Linked DNA regions of Danio rerio: region 1 is linked to region 2. The links are chromatin contacts, called in public HiChIP or PLAC-seq maps. All regions are on one chromosome and are shown on one strand. The core of a region is the stretch at or near the end of the contact, and the rest is flanking DNA. Distances in the headings are between cores, read along the strand shown.

What was found. HiChIP or PLAC-seq counts read pairs in DNA pulled down with a chosen protein or histone mark.
Region 1: a contact with region 2 is called in an H3K4me3 HiChIP or PLAC-seq map of embryo, with 5 times the contacts expected there. The contact joins two enhancer-like sites. A contact is called at or near these places in 2 of 18 Hi-C or Micro-C datasets (caudal fin and hematopoietic stem cells) and 1 of 4 datasets of contacts at active chromatin or transcription factors (embryo).

What each region holds. Positions count from the first base shown.
Region 1 is chr4:17,797,338-17,801,547 of GRCz12tu, forward strand. It overlaps a transcript of sox5 not described here. Among named protein-coding and RNA genes, the nearest start is that of dnai7, 34 kb to the right of the region's middle. Within about 2 kb of position 1,769, at least 5 of the 62 cell types and tissues checked have an H3K27ac peak or open chromatin away from gene starts, as enhancers often do.
Region 2 is chr4:17,603,802-17,608,039 of GRCz12tu, forward strand. sox5 (SRY-box transcription factor 5) reads right to left here. Exons shown (of 15, transcript NM_001033585.1): 5 at 1,882-2,054; 6 at 736-804. Among named protein-coding and RNA genes, the nearest start is that of sox5, 38 kb to the right of the region's middle. Within about 2 kb of position 2,595, at least 22 of the 62 cell types and tissues checked have an H3K27ac peak or open chromatin away from gene starts, as enhancers often do.

The DNA.
Region 1 (4,210 bases), core at 519-3,018, 190 kb after region 2:
GCAAGAAATTTAAAAGGATTTTTCACCCAAAACTGAAAATTCTGCAATTTACTCACCCTTCACTTGTTCCAAACCTGTTTAATTTAATTTCTTCTGTAGAACACAAAGTAACAACCGACTTCTATAAATATACATGTTTTTCCTTCTGTGGAATTCAGTGGTAACAAGTTTTCAACTATTTTCAAAATATCTTCTTTAGTAATCACTGGAATAAAGAGAGGAACTTACAAATGATTAAAACCACTTAAGGTTGAGTAAACTAAAGGGTGAATTTTTTGTGTGTGTGTGAATTATCACTTTAACATCATATAAAACACTATAATCTTTAACCTACAGACTCTGCAAGTAGTCCTACGTGTGTTCATGACAGTCTGGAGTGTATATTAAACATTGGGAATCTGTGAGAAGACTGAGATCACACACACAAATAGTCTTCCTTTTATATATAGTTTGCAGCACAAGAAAAAAAAATTGATATGTATTTTATGAATCATCAGATGTCACAGCTTCAGCAATAAAAATGAACAATTTAATGTTCTACTATAGAAAAAAAAAGTGTCCTTCAAAGAATGAAGATGATCAAGTTAACAAAAAGCGCAAACTATCCCTTTAACCCACATTCTCATACCACTCAAATTGTCCCTACTTTAACTGTATCCTACCTCAATAGCAGCAAAAATCTTGCTATTCAATGCAACTTTAACATTATTTATTTTTTCCAAACAGTTTTAGTATATTTAAGTAGTTAAAGACACCTATATAGAGTGGGGTCTGAAAAATTACGCACAATTATTTCATAGACATAACACATCACAGTAGCAGAGAAAACAGGTGTCATTCATTAATAACTGATAATTGTTTTAAAGTGTATTTACAGTATGTGGGCAGGAAAAAACATCTTCACACTTTTTTTTAGCATTAAAAACATGCACTAAAAACGCACATCAATTCTGTGACTAAAAATTAGTGAGACTTATTGTAAGGTCACTTACCTATTCAGGTTTCTATAAATATATATATACAAGCAAAAAAATGTAGTTTAACACATTCTACGTTTCTAAGGTGACCAGGAGTCTATTAATCTATTATTACTTTTTAACAACTTGAAAGTGTTCTCCAGTGAAAGAAACAAAACGTTAATTTTGTTTCAGAAGAAAAAGTGGTCAAGTGACACAGCGTGACCCACACAAGATGTTTTAATGAATTAATGTGTATTTATTTAATATTATATTAAACTCAACAAAAGTTACTTTTATTTTTAAATCATAAACATATTTCACAAAATGACTGTATTTTGGATCAAGTACTGCAGCCTTGGTAAGCATAAGAACTATTGAAAAACACAACACATTGTGGCCCACGGCATATTCAAAATTAAGAAAGAAAAATCCGAGTTCAACTTACAGATGAATCATGATTTCTGCATTAAAAAGTCTGTGCAAGGTTAATACGCAAATCCGTCCGCACACAAGGTTAATGAAACAGACCCAAACTCTTCATTCATTCCCTGAACATATTCCACAGACTTTTCCAGTTTTCTGGATATTTGCATGTCCCAGAATAGCTCATTTATTCAGAAGGGCTGAGAGAGGGCAGGGGAGGGGGGCGGGTGGGGGCAAGCCGCTGACCTGCCACAGAACTGGAACTGCCAGGAATGATCCTCAGATCCCATCCAACTAAACTCAAACACTGGACCCCACTAGTAGAAAGAGTTCAGTAAGCTCTAAGAACCAATAAGCACAAGGCACAGATGCACAAGCATCCAATCGGAGCCCTGGATGTGTCCCGAACTGGGGCAGGGAGCACAAGCATCACGGGTCACACACAGCTGTGCGGACGTCCGGCCCAAAGCCACCAGAGCGACGGCCCGAACACATGGCCAGAGTTTCACCGCTGGGCTGCCTGCACAATCCGAGCCCAGAAACTCAGTTACTTTGTTCTCACTACATCTCCCCCCCCACACCCCTCCTGATAATGACGACCTGTCCCAGATTCTGTGGGTATGAGAAGAATCGCATCAGTTGTATGTCAAAACACAATCACAATACGCTTGGCAGGCGACTCGCAAGAATAGAGCAGTGGGGAGAGATTTCTCTCAATTTGCCAACAATTGAATATTTTATGGTTTCGTAAAGAAACTTAGTGTCTTTCATCCATTCTAATCCTGACCTCAAAATTGGGGTATTTCGGTTCCCAATCTATTTCTGCCATTCTGTAAGCCAGCTTCTGCATGGTTAAGTAGAGACAATGTTAAGACAAGCCTTTTAAGCCCATTAGCCTTATAATTCATATGTCTTGGCAAATGCTATTCAGTGTAGTCCAAGATCTGCTAGCACTATCTTCCTGCTGGCTTTTTGGAGAGAGGGGAAGAGAGAGAGAGAGAGAAAGAGGGAGAGAGGGAGAGAGAGAGAGAGAGAGAGAGAGAGAGTATAAGTAAGGGAGGTGGGAGGAAGTGCAAGCTTTTCACTCGCGATGAAGAGAGGGAGATAGAAATGGAAAAGTATGCTCTAGCAGGCTGCCACATGTTGAAGAATTTGTTTACCGTTTCCTGTCCTGTGATCAACACACAGTTCAAACGGGCAACAGAGGAGATGTGGTGGGCGAAAAGGATTCAGATCTGTTCTTCTGTTCCTGAGGGTCAACCCACCTTACAGGGACAGTTAACCCAAAAAACCAACTGTGTCATCTTTTACTCACCCTCATGTTGTTCCAAACTCTTTTGAATTTTTTTCTCATGCAGAACAAAAAAAGGAGAATTTTTTTTCGGGGAATAATTACTAAAATACATGTATAACACTTTTACAACATATATTTAACAATGCAAAATTAGGGGGGAAACGCAATCTCTACAGAAGCGTTTTTAATGCTGTGTAATGGGGGAAAAAAAATTAAAAAGAAGACTTGACTACAATAGTTAGGCACACAATACAAAGAAAAAGATGAATGCAAAAAAGTCAGATTAGGTCCTGTTTATACCTGATATTAAACTGTATTTTCATCAAATCCCATAACAAATGTAGGAATACAGATGTAAACAGGATCGACAGCATTTGAACTTGCCCACTTTTAACTTCTTCCACAGGTGGTCAAAAACTCATTTGATTGGATTGTTAAACACTCATGTGTTCAAACAGCCAGAAAAGACTACCTACGGTTCACCAACTGACCTAGCATGATCTATACGAGATGTGTTGTGAACAAAACGCACCAAAACAAGGTATTCCTATATCTCGGTGTTTTACATAAAGCACACAATGATCGGAATCAAATTCACTTCCTTTTCATTCACTTGTTTTCCTGCTCGCTCATAAGCCACATTTGGGTTCAAACATTATAAGTCAAATAGTGCCAGTCAGTTGCAAAGTTGTCAGCGACAGTAGTAGAGCATGACAAAATAAGAAAGAAAGCTCTTGATGTCACAAGAAAGCCGTTATAAATCAGGTAGAAACTGTAATTCCTCTCTGTTAACCACTTGTGTTCAGATGACTGAAAACACACGTAACAGGTGGAAACAGGGCCAGAATATGGACACAGAATATGCAACAAGTTGTTTTCGAATGTGTAGAATTTGCCTCAATTGCATGTTCCAACCAAGTAAAAAAAAAAACTTGACAAAAAAATATGCATGAGGTGAAAAACATCCTGTGAGCAGTGTTAGGGGTAACGCATTACAAGTAACATGAGTTACATAATAATATTACTTTTCTACAAGTAAAGTAACGCATCACTTAAAAATTTGTTATAATATTTGAGTAAATTTAACAAAAATACAAAACAACTTAATTTTTTTGTTTAATTAGTTAGCTTTTAAAAAGTAAATTGATTAATTATAATTAAGATGAGAGAATGCTTTCATTATTTTGAACACAAGAAAAAAAGGAATTGTACTTGAAAATGGTTTGTATGTCACTAATAAGACAAAAAGCAGCATTTCAAATTTCATTAATCTGTATATACACACGACATGTAGGAACTTCTCAAAAGACAACAGTATCCTACATTATTCATTTTCATTGTGTTTTTTAAGGTAAATAATGGTGTAGGTTATACAGCGTGTTGTTCATGGCAGAGCAATTTTAAAAAAACCTGCAAGTTTAGTAAGTAATCACCAGCCTCAGCCTGGTAAAAAAAAGTAACGCAAAAGTAACGCATTACGTACTATAAAAAGCAACTAAGTAACGCAAGTTACTTTTTAGGAGAGTAACTCAAT
Region 2 (4,238 bases), core at 1,345-3,844:
GACTTTATTCGCTTCACACCTGCACACACAAAGCAGGCCAGTGTTTCTCTGCCCCATGTATAAGTCAGCTGGGACAAACCCATCAAAAAAGTGTCTGTGTTCAGTTTTCCACAAGCTCCCTTACCAGCCAGCAGGACTTTACCCATGTGTTCTTTTACGCAAACTATTCATTGAAATATAGCAAGTAGCTGTAGTGTTTTCTGTTTTCTTTCACAGACCTATCGTTTTATCATTATCATCAGAAGACACTGGTGTTCATTTAATTTTGCCTGTTGAATTTCAAAGTGACAGTAGCCATTGATTTACATTTTAAGAATCACCTTTATCCTGGATGCCCTGAGCTGCAGTAAACTCAGTCATTTTTCTAATCTTTAAATATCTTCCACTGAGCTGTCATAATGTGTTCAGGATTGTCTTGAAATTGGATGTACAGTAATTCAGAGGACAGCTTTGTGATTCTTTGTTTTGTGTAGTTATATTTTGATTGTTTCACAAAAAGGACTACAAGAATGGACACTAAATATAAGCTCCACTCTTACATTTGTGATTTGATGAGGGGGGTTGATTGCTGACTGGCAGACTGAAATGTTTGATTGTCATGAAACCCCACAGTCATGGTGACAAGACTCTCACATTGTGACATCTTATAAACATTTGCGTTCAAAAGCATAAGTGCAAACAAGTATACAGTCCTAATACTGGACATGCACATACTGTATATATATGAAGACTCACCTGGATCTGTTGCTGCAGGAGGTTGATTTTGTGTTGTTGCTGCAGAAGTTGCTGCTGTTGTCGTGCAATCTGTGGACAGAACATGTCAAACTGTCAAACATGTCAAACTCTTCTCCAATAATAGAGAACATTATTTGTGTAGATAGAGATTGGGATGAGTGAATTGTTGATGGTGCACTGTTTGAAACTCTTGGGTGTGTTTTTGTATTTTAGACATATTTGCTAAGGAGTGGCGCCTAGTCCTGGAGCGTTGTGCGCTTGTGCATGTTTATGTGTATGTGTACAGGGGTGTGTAAGTAAATGTGTTAATACAGATCTGTTTTCTTTTGTAAAACTAAGCTCCCCAGAAGCAACTATGCACACAACAAAGCCCAAGCACTCTCTTCTGTATGCAAACACCTTTAGTCTCCTGCTTGTGTGCTGGAGGGGACCTAAATGTTTCTCATACACTTACAAGCGGGATGGAGAGAACAGAAGGTTTCTTTATGAATTTGGTTCAAAGTGGAGAATCTTACAAACTGTACCTTTCATAAATATATGCAAACACACAGGTTTCCTAGACGTAATGATTTTTAGACTGTACAGATTGTTTGGTTTGTCATTCCCTTAAACATTCTACAGATTTACATTTTCATAATGATTAATTCTGGTTTATTTATGAGCCATTCTCTTCATGGGGACCAAAAGAGGAAAATTAAAATAATAATAATAATGTTTAAGGTCCCCGTAATGTTTTAAATACCAGCATTACATGCACAGACAACTTTGGTATGTGTTCTGTAATCTGACATACCACAGGGGTCAATTTTAAAAATGTCTGCTACTTTTAAGACAAGTTTCAGATCAATTTTCTTTCTGTTCTTTTAGCAGTAAAATGCATTGCTAAGTGGCATACTTACAGAACACGTACTTACATACCTATCAGAAAACAATTGTTGGTAATAATTTTTGACCATTGAGACTACATTACTCACCAAGCCTTGTGTTTTATTGCATTGTGCTTGGTTAATGCCTATATTGCATATTTACAATCAGCCTACATTGCCCTCTGGTCATTGTTATTTGGCTTCATTTGAAAAAGTTTGGATAAAACTGAATATAACTAGTGAGACATGCGCATGACGAACATTGTAAATATTTGCTGACCTGGTCCTGTTGCTGTTTTGCTAACTCCATTTGCTGGCGTTGTTTTTCAATCTGTGAAGCAGCCAGTTTCTTCTGCTCCTCGTGGGCAGCCAGTAACTGCTCTCGGAGACTGCTGAGCTGCGTGATCATCCCCATCAACTGCCGCTCTTTCTCCGCCAGACTGTCCGGGGTGCCTGCAAGGGTTAAAGGACACAGGCCACAGGTCAAAGAGCTAGTCCAGGAAGCATTGTGCCCAGATGTGCTCCTCCCGAGATGTGCTATCACCCTGATGTTTACCTAGCCTTCGCTACACATTTAGCATGAGCTGACCTCCGACCTCGAACTAAAGCTGAGAACGCTCTGACATACGAGCAGCCCCAGAGCAGACGGCAGGAGGGGAAGACTAAATCACTCAACAGGATGTAGTCGCACTGCGGTATTACCCCAGACTACCACCAATCAAAAATTGTGTGTGTGTTTGAGTGCACTAAACCCCTAAAGCGTTCAAATGTCCAAATGAGCACGTCTGTTAATGAGTTCATGTGTGTGCAATTGTGTGTCTGAGGTCATATATCTGTGCTAAAACACACACACACAGACACACGTCTGCAGGCCCCACAATCACCCATTGTTCTCGGTCTCTACCTTCTGAGGGGCCACATTCCACACCAGGGAAAAACAGATGATGAAGAAAGCTAGAGAAAGAAGGGAGTCATAGCAGCTGACCTGACCCTTTGCCCTGGCAGGAAGGTGAGAGTAGGCTCCATTTGTAACCCCTTCACAAACACACACACACAGACTCAACAATGCACAATAAAGGCAACTGTCACAGTTGGCCAGTTGGAAAAATAAACCTGCAGCTCCCTTTAACAGCTCCCAGACTGGGCTTTCACAAGAGGGTGTGCATGTGAGCCGGCCTGGGACAAGGGAAGGCCTTGTGTGAAAAGTGACGAGTCTTCCAGAGAAAGGAGGCATCAAAGCGATCTTTCTTTCCTGCTTTCTTTTTGAGACCCTGTTGCTCATACTAGGACTGGATCTGAATGGTTAAAATAGACATTTTTATAGCTATATTGAAGTATTTTAATTTATATATTTAATATATTTTTTAATTTCTTTTAACTTGATGCTTTGAAGGTGGTTCACTTAGATATTAACACCAAAAACATCATGCAAATAATTAGTCTTGTTAATTCTTGTTAGGGCTAACAGAAAAAAAAAAGATTTTCATTGTTGTCAACCTTAGATAGAACACATTAATAATAATTTAAAATCCTTACATTTATATAGCACTTTTCTGGACACTCAAAGAACTTTACACATTTTTTGAAGGGAATCTCCTCATCCATCACCAGTGTGCAGCATCCACCTGGATGACGCGATGGCAGCCAGATCGCACACCACTTGGCGATTGGCGAAGAGTGATATGGGGATGGTTAGGAGGCCATAATGGACAGTGGGAAAATTCTCTGATTCTCTTCTCGATCTCATCCGAAATACTGGGGCGTGAGGACCCACACAGACTGCAGGTTGAGCACCCCCTGCTGGTTTTACTAATGTCACTTCCGGCAGCAATCTAGCTTTTTCATGTGGCTTTCCTTTATATCCAAATACTGATCGTGCTGACCGTCTGCCCAGGTACTGACCCTGCTTAGCTTCAGTGGGCAACTATGTGAGAGTCGGCTAGTTACACATGAACATATTATACATTCAAATAGTGTCGTGACCCCTGTGCTTGGTCCAGATTTTTTTTACCACATGGGTGAACCCTAAAGAATCCATTGAGAATGCGTCTTAGCATTGTTAGTAGACATGCTCCTAAAACAACTAGTCAGACAAACTACCAACTAGATTCAATAAGATGCTTTGTGCATGCCAAACTCAGTAAGACTCTCAGCAAGATTCACTTACTAAACCGAACCTTTGACATAATATACTCTGGATGCACTAAGACTAGGGTTGACAGAAGGTGTTTATACACACACATAAGAAAACAGACCAGCCTCATCAATCACAACCGAAGGCTTTTTACCTCGGCTACTGAAAGTTCAGCTTTGGATCAATAAGTGGTTTCCTCTCTCTCTAAACATCCTAGGGCTGCCTTTACTGCCTTGCCTCATGTCACAAACCACAGTAATTAACCAATTTGTAACAATGTAATACCTGTCAAGCAGCTCTCACTGCTAATTAATGACTGGGCTTAAAAGATAAATCCCTAAAGCAGCACAGTGCTGTGTTACATGAGGGAGAGGAGGAGAGAAAGAGCTTAGCCCGAGGCTCTTATTGTCCATTACCACTATTCATTCCATGTTTCTTCTCTCTTTCAATCTTTTTCGTTCTGTAATCATCTCTTGTGTGGATAATGTAGGCTGTTGATTACT